Linked DNA regions of Mus musculus: regions 1 and 3 are each linked to region 2. A link is a contact called in public promoter capture Hi-C data. All regions are on one chromosome and are shown on one strand. The core of a region is the stretch at or near the end of the contact, and the rest is flanking DNA. Distances in the headings are between cores, read along the strand shown. Region 1 overlaps Myo9b (myosin IXb). Region 2 holds the start of Rab3a (RAB3A, member RAS oncogene family). Region 3 holds the start of Borcs8 (BLOC-1 related complex subunit 8).

What was found. Promoter capture Hi-C pulls out the DNA fragments that hold promoters and counts their contacts.
Region 1: a contact with region 2 is called in a promoter capture Hi-C map of embryonic stem cells. The contact joins the enhancer-like site here to the promoter of Rab3a in region 2. A contact is called at or near these places in 6 of 39 promoter capture datasets (the 3T3-L1 cell line, 3T3-L1-derived adipocytes, cranial neural crest and 3 more), 3 of 484 Hi-C or Micro-C datasets (cerebellum, cortical neurons and embryonic stem cells), 3 of 115 datasets of contacts at active chromatin or transcription factors (embryonic forebrain, embryonic stem cells and large pre-B cells) and 3 of 9 other capture datasets (embryonic stem cells, liver and pancreatic islet).
Region 3: a promoter capture Hi-C map of erythroid cells shows a contact between it and region 2, with 3 times the contacts expected there. The contact joins the promoter of Borcs8 here to the promoter of Rab3a in region 2. A contact is called at or near these places in 2 of 39 promoter capture datasets (erythroid cells and neural stem cells).

The regions. Positions count from the first base shown.
Region 1 is chr8:71,356,916-71,359,615 of GRCm38.p6, reverse strand. Myo9b (myosin IXb) reads right to left here. Exons shown (of 40, transcript NM_001142322.1): 36 at 1,380-1,503; 37 at 953-1,000; 38 at 523-653; 39 at 164-291; 40 at 1-58. Among named protein-coding and RNA genes, the nearest start is that of Use1, 9.0 kb to the left of the region's middle. Within about 2 kb of position 1,370, at least 8 of the 459 cell types and tissues checked have an H3K27ac peak or open chromatin away from gene starts, as enhancers often do. A contact at or near this core is called in embryonic stem cells, where this site is marked.
Region 2 is chr8:70,753,360-70,756,059 of GRCm38.p6, reverse strand. It overlaps Rab3a (RAB3A, member RAS oncogene family), which reads right to left and starts at 1,357. Exons shown (of 5, transcript NM_009001.7): 1 at 1,197-1,357; 2 at 1-204. The coding sequence starts at 204.
Region 3 is chr8:70,138,167-70,140,866 of GRCm38.p6, reverse strand. Borcs8 (BLOC-1 related complex subunit 8) reads right to left here and starts at 1,368. Exons shown (of 6, transcript NM_001145552.2): 1 at 1,095-1,368. The coding sequence starts at 1,131. It overlaps Rfxank (regulatory factor X-associated ankyrin-containing protein), which reads left to right and starts at 1,670. Exons shown (of 9, transcript NM_011266.2): 1 at 1,670-1,946; 2 at 2,644-2,700. The coding sequence starts at 2,652. It overlaps Gm45929 (predicted gene, 45929), which reads right to left and starts at 1,368. Exons shown (of 9, transcript NM_001310055.1): 1 at 1,095-1,368.

The sequences.
Region 1 (2,700 bases), core at 121-2,620, 600 kb before region 2:
TCGGGGAGGGGACTCAGGGTGGGCGAAATGGGGCAGGGGAGAGCAGGTGCGGGGGGCCCTTGGAGAGACAGACTCGGGGTTACTGCAGCGGGGGTACTAGGTGGACTCCTGCCCTGGGCCTGCCACAGTGGGGAGGGCCGTTGGACGCCACCTTCACACTAACCTTCCACGGCCCCCCGCACGCCCCTCTCCTCCAGCAGGCTCTCAGTGCTGGCCGATGTCTCTGAGTCAAGGTTCTCCTCATCAGAACCCCGTGGGTCCAGCTCCGGCAGTCGATATGTGATGTCCTCCCTGAGGGTGGGGGCACCATATTTGAGGCTATTCCTCAGGAGCTGACCCCCAAAGGAAGTAGCCCTGCTCCTCTAGGCCCCTCCCTCACACCAAGCACAAGCATCTGGACCCCCCAACCCTGCAAGCAGCTTGGCTGCAGTGCTGTTCCAGGGCTGTTCCTGCCTAGAACACCCGCCTGGACGCCTGGATGGGGGTGGGAGGTGGGGGTGGGGTGGGGCGCATGACACTTGCTTCTCTTCCTTGATGGACTGGATCCTCTCCATGAGAATCTCCTTTTCTCGGTCCTCGTCGCCACCTGCAGCCTCCTCGGGGAGAGCCCCCAGCTCCAGGTCTTGGACCACTGGGGTCCTGGGGCTTTTGATCTGAAACACGAAAAAGGTAGGTCTGGTCCAGCACCGGAGGGGGGGAGCTCAGGATGTGGGCGGAGTCTAGCGCTTGGGTGAAGGGCGGAACCAGCAGCTCTAGGTTAGTTATGAAGTAGATCCCCCCTCCTCCAATACACACACATACAGTGCTCTTTGTCCAGAGGACCACAGGAATCTAGTGGGGACCAAGAACCAGCATGCACTTCCACATGTTAGGGCATGTTCTATGGTACGGCCAAATCTACCCAGTGTACAACCTGGGAACATGCAGCTCGGCCCATGCAATGTGTACGTACCCGGACCCCCTCATAGGGTGATGAAAACCCCAGTTTGAGAGGCCACGGCTGGGGAAGAGATAACAAGGGTGACCAGGTGTGCTAAGCCTGCCAAATAGGCACGAGCAGGACCAGACCAGGAGGCTGAAGACCCACTGGCTCCAATGGGAGCCCAGGACCTGCCCCTTCTGCAGCACCAGCATGGGCCCTTCTGTAATGGGAACTCCCTGTGCACTATGAAGGAAACCAGGCCAGGCTCATGTGCTGAACTGATTCACCTGGCCCTCAGAGGAGCAACCTGTGTCTGACTGGAAATAGCCCTTTGGTGATGGTAGGGCTCTGTCCTGCCTGTGCCACAAGGCCCCTGACCACACTGCACACTTCCTAGTTTCTGGTGGGAGTACCATAACCCAGCCGCAGGAGGCCCAGCCCCAAGGCCAGCACTCACAGCATTCTGCCTCAACAGGGAGAGCCTGCGGAATGCAATGCTCTCAGCAGCCTCCAGGTGGTTGATTTCCTCCATCTTCATCTTGTACTTCCTCATCTGTTCTTTGATGAGCATCTCCACACACCTGTGCACAGATGTGGCCAGTTTACGTCCAGTGGCTAGGAAGGCAGTCCCAGAGAGCCAGTAGGACCTGGGCCAGCACTGCTACCCTGGGACGGGACACCATGTGACCCCAGGAGGCTCACTTTGCTTTCTGAACCCAAGAATCCTGTCGCTTGTCTTTGACAGCACTGAGATAGGAGGTAAAAGGATGGTGCAGGTTGGAGAACAGAACCCTAGTCACCAGCCGAGTGGGACTACTTTAACTCCTAGAAAGGACAAGGTATGGAAAGGCTGGGCGGCCTGTCCTAGTCAGTGCCCTACCTAACAGCTCTACAATACAAGCTTTGACTCCCACAGAGCCTACTCAACAGTCAGGACCAGAGGGACTTAGCTCAAATTCAGTCCCAGTGAGGCGAAAGGCTGTGAGATCACAAGTTGATCAGAGTGCTGAGGACAGCGGAAGTAAGTGTGTCCTGCCCCACCTCCCGGGGTTTTGGGCTCCTTCCTCACCCTCCTTTAGGGACCACAGCAAGCTTCCCAGCCTTAAGCTAGGAAAGCTGCCGAGGGTCTTCTCCTTGCAATCTTATTTTTCCATGGGTGCAGGGGTGGTGTGGGACCTGAGTTCTCATACATGCCAAGCTAAAGTTCAACCAGAGAGCTACACCCCAGCCCTTCAGCATTCTGAGGAGCACTCATGCAGAGTTGGAAAGACAATGATGGAAAACTGGCAGAAACACTTGGCTTCATGGCTACCTCCCTCCATCTTGGCCTTAGAAGGTCTCTCTTCAATGCTTCTTCTCAGGTGACTCAGAATAAGGTCTTCCCTGAACAGGGGACATGAGGCTGTGCTTCCTCCATGCGGAACACTGCCTGCATTGTGGTGACTTCTGGAACCACAATTCCACTCACCTCAGATCCACCTTTTGTTAAGTACTAGGCTTTACTTAAAATGGTGTTTATTATAGCACCTGCTGAGTAGGCCCTGGTAGCCATAAGCATGCCTGCTGGGGAACCCTGCTTCCAGGCCTAGAAAAGGTGTGTGTGTTGGGGAGGTGAGGGAAGGCTGCTGAAGAAACCTAAGAAGGGTCCACCAAAAAGATGGCTCAGAGGATAAGGGTGCCAAGCCCGATGACCTGATTTAATCCCTCATACCTACATGGAAGAAAAGTTGTCCTATGACCCCCACAGATGGCATATGTGCCTTCGCCCATAAAATAAT
Region 2 (2,700 bases), core at 108-2,607:
GTCGTTGCGGTAGATGGTTTTGACCTTGAAGTCTATGCCAACGGTGCTGACAAAGGCTGGAGTGAAGGAGTCATCTGCGTAGCGGAAGAGGAACGAGGTTTTGCCCACGCTGCTGTTCCCAATGATCAGGATCTTGAACATATAGTCGAAGTTCTGGTCTGAGGACTCCTTCTGCCCATAGCGAGAGTCTGTGGCGGAAGCCATCTGCGGGAGGCGTGGCACAGAGGGCCTGAGGGGAGCATCAGGACCACGCACAGGGTGGGCACGGCACAGGGGTAGGTGAGGATACCCCCCAATGTCACATGCTCAACCCCCCCAACCAACATAAGGCAGAGCTGTGACCTTGACAGCACCAAGGTTTTAAGCAGGCTGTGAACCTCAGATTCCCCTGTACCCTGAGGGAAGACTGAGCCTCCTCTGCCTTCCCATCAGTCTCTCACAGAGACCCACACCGGAACATGAATACAGGAGGATCCCCAGTTCTCGCTCATCCTTATTTTTCTCCTGCAAGAACTGGGGCCCTGAGATAGCCACATCACGTGACGAAGACAGGATGAACGTAGGCTCACACACACAAAATCGCGAGCACAAGAGCGCGCACGCATACACACACACACACACACACAAGCACAATGAAGCATCTAGGGCAGGCAGACCCAAACACCTGCCCTGCATGCAAGAGTGGTGCTAACAGGCGAAACAAGCAGACATGTATGGTGTGTGCAAGCCCATGTGTGAGCACAGCTCCCTGCACCAATGCACGACTGTACCTGGCCATCCGGGAGGACACACCACACACGCGCATGGCTCCACACGCGTGTGAGCACATACTTGAACTAAGATCCACGCGCACCGCGCACGCGGACCATGCACGCACAACGTATCACAAGTGTGCACGCTGCGCGTCCTGCGGTCACTCGAGCCTCTCCATGCCCAGCGGGCGCGCACACGCGTGTTCACCCCACGAGCACGAGCACGCACAAGCCTCCCGCAAGGCCTGGCTTTCCCCTCCCCCTCTGTCGCAGAGCCCGGGCCCCAGGTGCCAGGTTAAGGGCGAGGGGTGCGGGATGCGGGACCAAGAATGCCAAATGCGAGACCCATAGCCACTACACCCGAGTTGCGCTCCCCTTGATCCCCCAGCTGTCAGTGAAACGCGGGCTCCTCAGTGTGTGGACCTGGGTTGCGCTCACCCTTACCCTCTCTAAGCTGAGACAACGCTGGCGACGGCGACCGTGGCGACTGCGCTGGCGACCGGGCCCCAGAAGAGGATGCGGGGGATGCAGGCGGCGGCGGGGGCTGCAGGCGGCAGCGGAGGAGGCTCAGGCCCCTGCAGTCCTAGCTGACGTCCTGCAAAGCCAGGGGCGGGGCTTTCTATGCAAACGAAGCTGTGACGTTAGGGGAGGGACTGCATCGACAGCCGCGGGACCACACTGGCCTGCGCCGGCAGAAGAGGGGCAGGGCCTGGTAAGCCACTGGAAGACGGGGCTCTAGGGAGGCATGAAGTTTCCATTGGCTGATGCTCTCGAGCGACGGACCGAATATCAAATCAGCGATTCCTACGTCTTTAGAGGCCCAATGGTGACTGCTAGGTGTTTGAAGGGCGGAGAGGCTGAGGCCAGGACCTAGCTCTGGTTGGAAACTTGTGGTTAGAAGTCCTTGCTTTTGAGACGTGAAGCACTCAGGAGTTTAGGTTTTGTTTTGAGAAATGGTCTCAAGTAACAAGCTGGTCTCGAACTTGCCAAGTAGCAGAGGCTGATCTTGAACTCTTGATCCTCCCGCCTGCACCTCACAAGTGTTGGATTGGCAGGCATACATCTTGATTACATTTTAGGGCTCAAAAAACTCATTAAAGACCACACAGAATTTTTAGTCCCAGCACTCAGAAGGGAGATGGAGGCAGATCTCTGTGAGTTCGAGGCCAGCCTGGTCTACAACGTGAGTTCCAGGACAGCAGGACTATGAAGAGAAACTTTGTCTCAAAAAACAAAATAAACAAGCAAATAAATAAATAATTTTTAAAAAAAGAAAGAAAGAAAGAACTGTTTTTTGATGGGCTGAGGATAATTCTCAGTTTGGTGGGGAACCTGCATCACAAAGACCTGGGTTGATCCAGGCTCCTGTTCTCTGCACTGGGAGGAGAAGGGAAGGAGGGGAGAAGCAGAAGTCCAAGGTGATCCTCAGTTACATAGTGTCTTAAAGTCAGCTTGATCCACATAAAACCCTGCCTCAAAGAAATAAAGGAGAAAATCCGGTCTGTGCAAAGAGAAAAGGGTCTGATGAGTCCCCAGAGAACCCCTTGCTTCCTTGCGCACTTAGGGCTCAGAAGTATCCTGACCCATAAGTCTTCCAAAATTGTAATGAAAGACCAAGGAAGCAGAGAAGATTCAAGAGTAGCTGCCCAACGCCCTTTACGATATGGACACTGGGACCCGGGTAACCCTGTGTCTCAGGAAGGTGGGCGCAGAAATGCAGACTTCCAAGCCGCTATGATACACACGACTCATTCCTGCAAATCTGCCTGTCAAGGTGGGAATCTGGGGTCTATCCTATTCTTCCTCTCCGTGCGGCCGGGCAGGGTCCCCATCGCTTCCATTCCCACAGGAAGCAGAACTGGGAACGTGTCCTGGCCCTGTTTATAGACCTCCCCGCCAGCTGCGGAGGCGCCAATGGACCAGAATAACTTGTCGCCTGGATGCTCGT
Region 3 (2,700 bases), core at 119-2,618, 620 kb after region 2:
CTCACAGCAATTCCTCTGCCTGCCTTTGCCTCCCAAGTGCTCCCAAGGGAAGAGAAGCATGTACCACCATATCCAGCTGCCCAGAGGATGAACACAGAACTCAAAGGTGCCTAAAGTCCACAATCTCGTGAGGCCTCTACTCTGTGGCAGGAATGATGTGGAAGGCCACGTCCCTTGCTGTGTGGGAACAGCTCTGAGGTATATCACAGGCCCTGTTCCAGAAACATGCCTGCTAAGGCTGCCCTCTGCAGAATCCATTCAAGTTCCTGTTAAGCCTGTTTCCTTTACTCCAGAACTCATGTTCCTACCACAAGTCAACTGCACCAAAACCATCATCCCAGGGTAGACTTTGACCAACAGCTTTCCCAGTCAGGAAATCTCTATTCTTCCTGCTCCATCCATCAAGGATCCTGTTGCTTCCAACTTCAGTCCCCTTCATCCCCCACTCCTTCCTGTATCAGACAAGCTCTGACCAGGCTAATGGTGGCAGATGACACCAACTCCTCTTACCACGCAGGGCTCCCATCAGCTAAAGAAAATAATCTACTTATCTGGTCCTTAATATATTTTGCAGTGTCGGGGATCAAACCCAGAGCTTTGAATGCGCTGGTCAAAGTGTTTACGACTGAGCTAAAGCCCCAGCTCTTCTCTCGAGATTTGAGTTTCAATGTGCAGACCAAACTGGCCTTCAATTTCTTGTCTCTTGAGAAGAGAGGATTAGAGTATTGCGCCACCAAGCCCACATACTCCTTTACGTATTCACAGGCTAAAAACCACATTACACTGAGCAGGGACCTGGATGGATTCTGCTTTTAATTCCAACTCTCAGAAGGCAGAGAGGTTTGAGACCATCCCGGTCTACACAGCGAGTTCCAATATAGCCAGGGTTACATCCCGGGACCTTATCTCAGAAGTAGAAAAGAGCCTTTTCCTGCCCGGGATCATTATACATCACAACACCTCCCGGCGGGAGACACCGGCCTCCCTTTTCCATCGAACCCCGCAGGCCGGGAGGTCTACGGCGGCTCTTTGTCATGTACCTTCCCGCGTTGCCCTCTCTAGGCCCCTCCAACCCCTCTAGGGTCCCGCAACACCTTTCTTTCCCTTCAGCTGCATCTCAGGTTCTTCCATAGTGAAGGCAGCCAGCAGAGCCCAGAAACCGGAAGCGGAAGTCGGGAGGTTGAGACGTTTAAACGTTCAGGTATGGGTTCTGGCGTCCTGTGCGCTGGCTCCTCTTACGAGGTAACTTCTATTCAGACACGAGATAGACGGAAGGAGGCAGTCCTATGCGAGCGTGTCGGGAGGATAGAGATTTCTTGATGTTATAGTATGCCTCGTCAAGGACTCCCTGCTACACGTACAGATAATTCTCAGGGACCAGGGCAGGGAAATTGTTATGGACAAAGTAACAATAATATTCGGTCTCTTTAAATTTGACAAGTCCCGCCCATGTGTCTCCGCCCCGTGGGGCAAATGCTCCGCCCTCCCACCGTCTGTGGATCCGATTGGGGCAGACAGGAGGGGGCGGTGCATGGGGCGGGGAAGCGCACGCGCAATAAAATCTTCAGCGAGTCTAAGGCTCCTTCAGCCCTTTAGGAAGGATAGCGTGCGCATGCGCCACTGTACCCATTGGCCTCAGCGGAAGCCACGCTCCTCCCTCCAGTCTTAAAGCGCTAGAAGCAGCTTCGGGTTTTTATTTTTTATTTTTTGGTACTTTTGCAGGGCAAGGGTGCGCAGGCGCAGTGGAGGAGTTTTCCAGTAGGAGTAGTCGTCGCGTATTAAGTTGCTGCTCTATGTCCCAGGAGAGGAAGCTAGAGAACTGAGCGTCTGGTCACCAACTTGCTCTTTACGAGATCTACTGAACCAGAAAAGTTTGTGAACAGAGCTTCCTGAGTTTTGGAAGACCAAGGCTGGCAGCGTAGGGACACAGAGGAGGCTGGAGGGAGGTGAGTGGATCTTACACGTCGCATCTTTTGTTGAGTCCTAAGTCATTTTGGGGGATTCCGGCCCAAATAACCACAGTGGGACATTGATAAGTTTGACATTAGTATCTCTCTATGATGTTTTCTGATATGACCTCTCTGAGGCCTTACATCTTCACCTTATTAACGAGGGAATGAGGCTCAGCTTAGTCATAGACTAGGTTTTTATAGCTTGTAAGTGATTGGAACCCAGACTGCTGCCAGAACCCTCATTTTATTGCCTTGGCTTCTGGTGTTAATTTATTAACAATGATATTTATCTAAAGCCACAGTTTTCCCGGCGTCATAAAGCAAGGCTCAATATGCAGACCATGGCTGTCCTGGAATTCACTATTTAGACTAGGCTAGTCTTGAACTCAAAGGGATCTACCTGCCTCTGCCTCCCAAGTACTAGGACTAAAGGTGTGCACTATCATGCCCCACCTAACCAAGCTCCAGCCCCAGATAAGAACTCATTTATTCATTTATTTTGTGGGCAGGCTGTGCTGTGGGTTTGGTGTGGAGGTCAGAGGACAATTTACCAGGGTCAGTTTTTTCCCTCCACCCTGTGGGTTCCTGGAATCAAAATTGGGTCATCTGACTTGGTGACAAGCGCCTTTACCAACTGAGCCATCTTGGGGACCACGAGATTTGGCTAATTACTGTCATCTCTTCACTCCAGCTTCCTCCATGGAGCCCACTCAGGTTGCAGAGAACCTTGTCCCAAACCAGCAACCTC